2 separate regions of the Pan troglodytes genome follow, and region 1 is linked to region 2. Evidence: chromatin contacts called from public HiChIP or PLAC-seq data. All regions are on one chromosome and are shown on one strand. Each heading gives the region's core, a stretch centred on a gene start, on an enhancer-like site or on the middle of the called end of the contact. The rest is flanking DNA. Distances are from core to core; before and after follow the strand shown. Region 1 holds the start of ZZZ3 (zinc finger ZZ-type containing 3). Region 2 holds the start of DNAJB4 (DnaJ heat shock protein family (Hsp40) member B4).

Region 1 (2,700 bases), core at 82-2,581, 300 kb before region 2:
GGAGACTGGAGTCAGGTACTGCAGCAGAAAACGCGACACAATAGTTAACCGGTCTGGAATACTTTAGAAAATGGCAAGAAGGGAAAAACTGACAGGAACATCTTAAAGTAAGAGGAACGGTATCCAATGGAATCATCAGGTCTGCGCGAGCACGGCTCCCGGACTTCCAGTGAGTGGGACAGGGTGGAACTATCACTGCGTGGGGAGAAGGACCTGGCTGAGGGGTGCATATGCTTTTGCAGGTGGTGGAGCGCCCGCAGGGGGATGGGGAGGGCAGTGTTGCCTCAATGGGGTTACTGTATTCCCTTCAAGACTATGGGACGCTGATGCAGCACGTATCCCGGCACCAAGAGGCACTCGCCCCGGGCCCCTCCCTAACGACTTGCCTTGTAGAAAGAGTTGCAGGTCCCAGGCCCCCGGAACCCAAGGCTCCGCCATCCAGGACAACTGCTCTGCCAACGAGGTCCCGCGAGAATCGAGAGATCTCGCGATACAAACCCACTCGCATCTCGCGAGCTTCCTCTAGACCCAACATGGCGGTACAGAAAAAAATCAGTATTTCGGAACTTAAAAAGCACTTCACTAACGGAGTAGTGAACATTTAAAACAATGAGACAGTAGGAAGTCTTTCCGCTTTATACGTCTCCTCCTTTCCCCTTGTACAGAAAAGCAGAAATCTTAAAAACCTCCCATTACCACGGTTATACTACATAAACAGAGCGCAGTGCGCTGCCCCAGGCAGCCTCCCTGTCACGTGGAAACATTTTCGGCGTGCCCGTCACGTGGGCCGCTACTGAGCGAGCGCGCTCCCGACGCCCTCCCAAAAGCCCTCCCCGCCCCCCTTTCGCCCGCGCACACGTGCGCGCGCACCCCCGCCCCACGTGGGGGCTTCGCCGTCGCAGCCGTCGCAGTCGTCGCCTCCAGCCCACCCCCGCCCGGTACTTGGCTCTAAATCCGGGTCCCAAGCCGATCGTTTGCCACCCCCATTCCCTCCCCCTTCATTCTCCCTCCCCCGTGTCTGGCCCTCACCACGTGTCCCGAGCTCTTGCTCACCTTTCACGCGGGGTCGGACGCAACGGGCCACTTGGGGAGGCGCCGCCGCCGTGGCCGCTCTCCGCCCCCGCCACGGCACTTGCTCGGGTGGCCACCGCTGCAGGAAGCTCGATAGCGGCGCCGCGGCGCTTCCAGGTGGGTCCCCGCCTCCCGCTCCTGCCACTTCCCGCAGCACCAGCGGCTCCTTCCGGTCCCCTCCTTTCTCCTCGTTGGGACTGGCGGGCGGCGGCGGCGACCGCTGCTGCTGCTGTTGCTGCTGCTGCAGGCGCGCTCACTACACCGCCTGCTGGTAACCGCGGCCCGTGCAGCGCCCGCGGGTCGGGCGCCGCCGAGGCCCTCCCCGGCCAGTCCCTGCCCCTGGGCGAAGTTTGGTCTTCCGAGGGCGGGTTGCAGTCCATCCCTTGCAACCGTCCAACCTGGCCCTAGCAGAGGAAAGGCGTCCTCGTAGCTCCGCCATTGGAAATCGGCTTCATCCTGCCCTTTGTGGCCTCCTGAGAGATTTGTAAACCCCACCTCCCTTAGCACTGTGGTCTCAAGCCAGGAGAACATCCATACATGTATTTATGATCATTCTTCTGCCTCGCCTCGTTCACCTCTGGCTTTCTGGCTGGTACCACAGCACGCAGGCTCGAACCACTTCGGGCCTTTGCGCTTGCCGATTTCTCTGGCAGAACATTTCCTCCAGATTTTTTTTAACTCCTCGATGTTCGATGCATATTTCAGGTCCCTTCTCAGAGGGCTGCCCAGACCACTGTATCCAAAAAAAGTACACCTGCACCATTGCTTTAACTCTTCACCTGCTTTTATTTCTTCATAACAGTTACAACTTCCAGACCTTATTTATTTGTCAGTATCCTCACCACCAGGAATGTAAAATTTTTAAAAGCAGGGACTTAGTAAACTGTTTTGCTCATTGCTGTATCCCCAGAATTGTGTCTGGCACAAAGCAGTGCTCAGTAATATCAAAACAGATCTACCAACTATATTGAGCATGTAGGAAAATAAAGCCCAACACACATTAATGAAGATAAATAACTTCATCATTTATGAGCTGTGGAAAAACAGCTAAACCTCCTTCCGTGGCTATAAAGATTATGTTCCAAAAATATAAAATCCAGTGGTAGAAGCCATTAACTGGGGCTCTTCTTTGACAATTGTCCAGTGCTGTTTCATTACTTTTGTTTTCCTTTGCAACACTATTTTTTTTCGGGTAAGTGGATACGTGTTGTGCCTTCTTTTATGTTGCTAATAAAAGTTATTAAATGTTTTAAACGGTGTTTTGTATTTTAGCTTTGAGTTCAACTCAAAGTAACATCTACTTCAAGAAAAAGGGTTACATGTTTTTAACACATCAAGTATTTATTGAACATACTAGTGTTTCTGGGTGGCAGTATGTCAAAAAAAACGGGGGTGGGGGAGGCCGGGCGCGGTGTCTCAAGCCTGTAATCCCACCACTTTGGGAGGCCTTGACAGGCAGATCACCTGAGGTGTCAGGAGTTAAAGACCAGTCTGGCCAACATGGCGAAACTTCGTCTCTACTAAAAATAGAAAAATTAGCCAGGTGTGGTGGCACACGCCTGTTATCCCATGTAATCCCAGCTACTTGGGAGGCTGAGGCAGGAGAATTGCTTGAACCCGGGAGGTGGA
Region 2 (2,700 bases), core at 104-2,603:
TATGAATTCTAATTTTGACTCAATGTTCCCTCAACTGTACCGGTAAAAAGTTAACTAAGTGAACTCCTAATGCAACGAAAACACAGCACAACACTGGTTTCTAATTATCATTAGCTTAAAACTAGTAAAAAATGCCCAGCACCTAGTACAATATGCATAGTGTCATAGAGAATAGGATTCTTTTGCTTACATGCAAATCTATACCAACATCATACATTTTGAAATGTTAAATATATTAGGGGACTATCTAAAAATGTAAAGTTCAAATTAAGGTATCTTTTATTTTCCTGGAATACACGCACTATTTTAACAGCTTACGTCTGGGAAAGTGGTGCCTTCAGGGCAAATGCACGCACTACGTAATACAAAGAGGTCTGGTCAGTTTACGACTCTGAACTGAGAGGCAGATTCAAATTGAAACCTCTGGTATAATGGGCCTGAGGCCATTTTGAGAAATAAGGGGGGCGGACTGGTGGAACAGACTGACACGTAAATCCCGCCCAGAAAAAGGCTGCTTTCAAGTCCCTTCCTTGTAGAGGTGTGACGGTGAATGGTACTGAAAGCGGTTTTAATTGCGAGAGAGAACGGGAATGAGCTGTAAAGGCTACTTTAATGACAAATCCCTTCCCTTGCTATGGCTCCAGGACAGACCCTAGTTCTTTCCCAAACTCATTACCAGAACCTTCCATTAAATTGTGTGAAACTAACTGCGCTTTATCCCCTGGAAGAGGATCTTTATCTAAACTAGCTCACTGGAGACACGCGAGTGCCGCAGAAGCGGCAGAAAGACTTCAGGCCTTCTTTGCGTAGCACGCGTCGGGGTTCTAAGTGGATTAGGCACCAAGAACACAAAACTGGGTTCTGGTCTCTAATCATTATTACCAACATGGGGAAACGTGTCTCTTCACATTTCAGGCCGGAAGAACACCTCTTTCCTCTTCCTCATGCGCTTAAGGGTAGCGGCCTACTCAGTCAGCGGCCAATTACCGTAAGCTTTCGGGATTCCGCCGCGCGGTCCACACTTACCTGCCGGGCTCTCTGCAGTGCATCTTTGAAAGCGTCGTTAACTCCTCCACCACCACCGCCGCCACCACCGCCACCAGCTGAGCCAGAAGAGGGGGGAGGCACTGTTGAATAGTCTGCCATGGTTGCACTATAAGAGCCGCTGCCGCCTGTCCAGAGACTTCCTCTCAGCTAACAGCTAAGAAAGAAAGAAAATGGCGGCCGTCGAAGCTCTATTACATTCTTGCGCGACCATCGTGCCGTAAAGGGGCGGAGACTGAAGGAACAAAATCTCGCGATGTTTCCGAGGCAACGCGCCAGTGTGGGTTAGGGCTGAGAAAGAACGACAGGAACAGAGACGTCGCGAGAATTAAGTTTAAGACTTCGCGAGAGCAGGGTTTCTTTTGGCGCCTCCTCTCCGCGCGTTCTTGGGGTGAGGCTGGGTAATTGTTCCTGCAGGGTGGTGGGTGATAGTGGCCAGTGGACTGCCACTGTGTTTGGGTGGTGGGAAGCCTGAAGAAAAGGTTGTTTCTTACCGGTCGCTGCCTCAGGGAGGTAGTGCGGTAGAATTTTCCGCTATGAGTCATTCTCGGTGTCCGCGGGGAAGGGCGTGACAACGACGGGCGTGACGGCGACGCAACAGTGTCTCGAGAGCGCTGCCGCCCGGAGGGCGCCAGGAGAAGTGCGTCCGAGACGCCGCGCGGTGATGCTCCCGAAAACGTCTGCCCGGCCTAGCGGGAACCCAGCATGATTTTCAGGGTAGTAAAGTGTCCCTGTATTTTACTTACAGACTGTCAGATTTTTTAGTTTTATCACGAGGGTGGGTGTTGAATTCAGGCTGGAAGCCTGTTAGTTCTCGAACATATTTTAAGTTTTTTGTTTAAAATAATGTGGATGAGGCTCTAAAAGTATGACTGCCCTTTTCTTTATCCAAAAACGTGATTGTTCTTGAAGTTCAGTGTTAGCCAGATTTAGTAACCTAGTATATGTATGTGTCCATGGCCATTTTTATTAAGGGTTTTTTTTGTTTTGTTTTGTTTTTTTGAGAGTCTCGCTCTGTTACCCAGGCTGGAGTGCAGTGGCGCGGTCTCGGCTCACTGCATCCTCCGCCTCCTGGGTTCAAGCGATTCTCCTGCCTCAGCCTCCCGAGTAGCTGGGACAACAGGCGCCTGCCACCACGTCTGGCTAATTTTTTTGCGTTTGTAGTAGAGACGGGGTTTCACCGTGTTAGCCAGGATGGTCTCGATCTTGTGACCTCGTGATCCACACGCCTCGGCCTCCCAGAATGCTACGATTATAGGCGCGAGGCACTGCGCCCGGCCTGTTAAAGTCTCTTAAGTTAAGAACAGCATTGTTTCTTGACCAAAATAGATTTTGTAGCTTCTTAGGCGTAGTTTCTCCCACCCCATCCTGTGGGTACTCAAATGTAAGATCATATTCTGAATTGTCATCACAGGACTAGGTATATATATATGTGTGTGTGTGTGTGTGTGTGTGTGTGTGTGTGTGTGTGTGTGTGTGTGTGTATATATGTATATATATATAAATTGGTATTTTATGTTATGTACTTCAGTTACCAAGTAATGCCAGGCATTTCTTCAGACCTTCTCCAACATACCGTGGCATGTAATTTACTGTGTTAATAGTAGTAAGCTCCAGGAATCGTGAGGATACTTTAGAAGTCTTACTCTTTATTAT

The links. HiChIP or PLAC-seq counts read pairs in DNA pulled down with a chosen protein or histone mark.
Region 1: an H3K4me3 HiChIP or PLAC-seq map of stem cell-derived excitatory neurons shows a contact between it and region 2, with 2.4 times the contacts expected there. The contact joins the promoter of ZZZ3 here to the promoter of DNAJB4 in region 2. A contact is called at or near these places in 1 of 7 Hi-C or Micro-C datasets (stem cell-derived neural progenitor cells) and 1 of 1 datasets of contacts at active chromatin or transcription factors (stem cell-derived excitatory neurons).

The regions. Positions count from the first base shown.
Region 1 is chr1:153,332,053-153,334,752 of NHGRI_mPanTro3-v2.0_pri, reverse strand. ZZZ3 (zinc finger ZZ-type containing 3) reads right to left here and starts at 1,331. Exons shown (of 14, transcript XM_009423715.5): 1 at 1,054-1,331.
Region 2 is chr1:153,036,601-153,039,300 of NHGRI_mPanTro3-v2.0_pri, reverse strand. It overlaps DNAJB4 (DnaJ heat shock protein family (Hsp40) member B4), which reads left to right and starts at 1,353. Exons shown (of 3, transcript XM_054667533.2): 1 at 1,353-1,435. It overlaps FUBP1 (far upstream element binding protein 1), which reads right to left and starts at 1,659. Exons shown (of 23, transcript XR_008539559.2): 1 at 1,539-1,659; 2 at 1,027-1,201.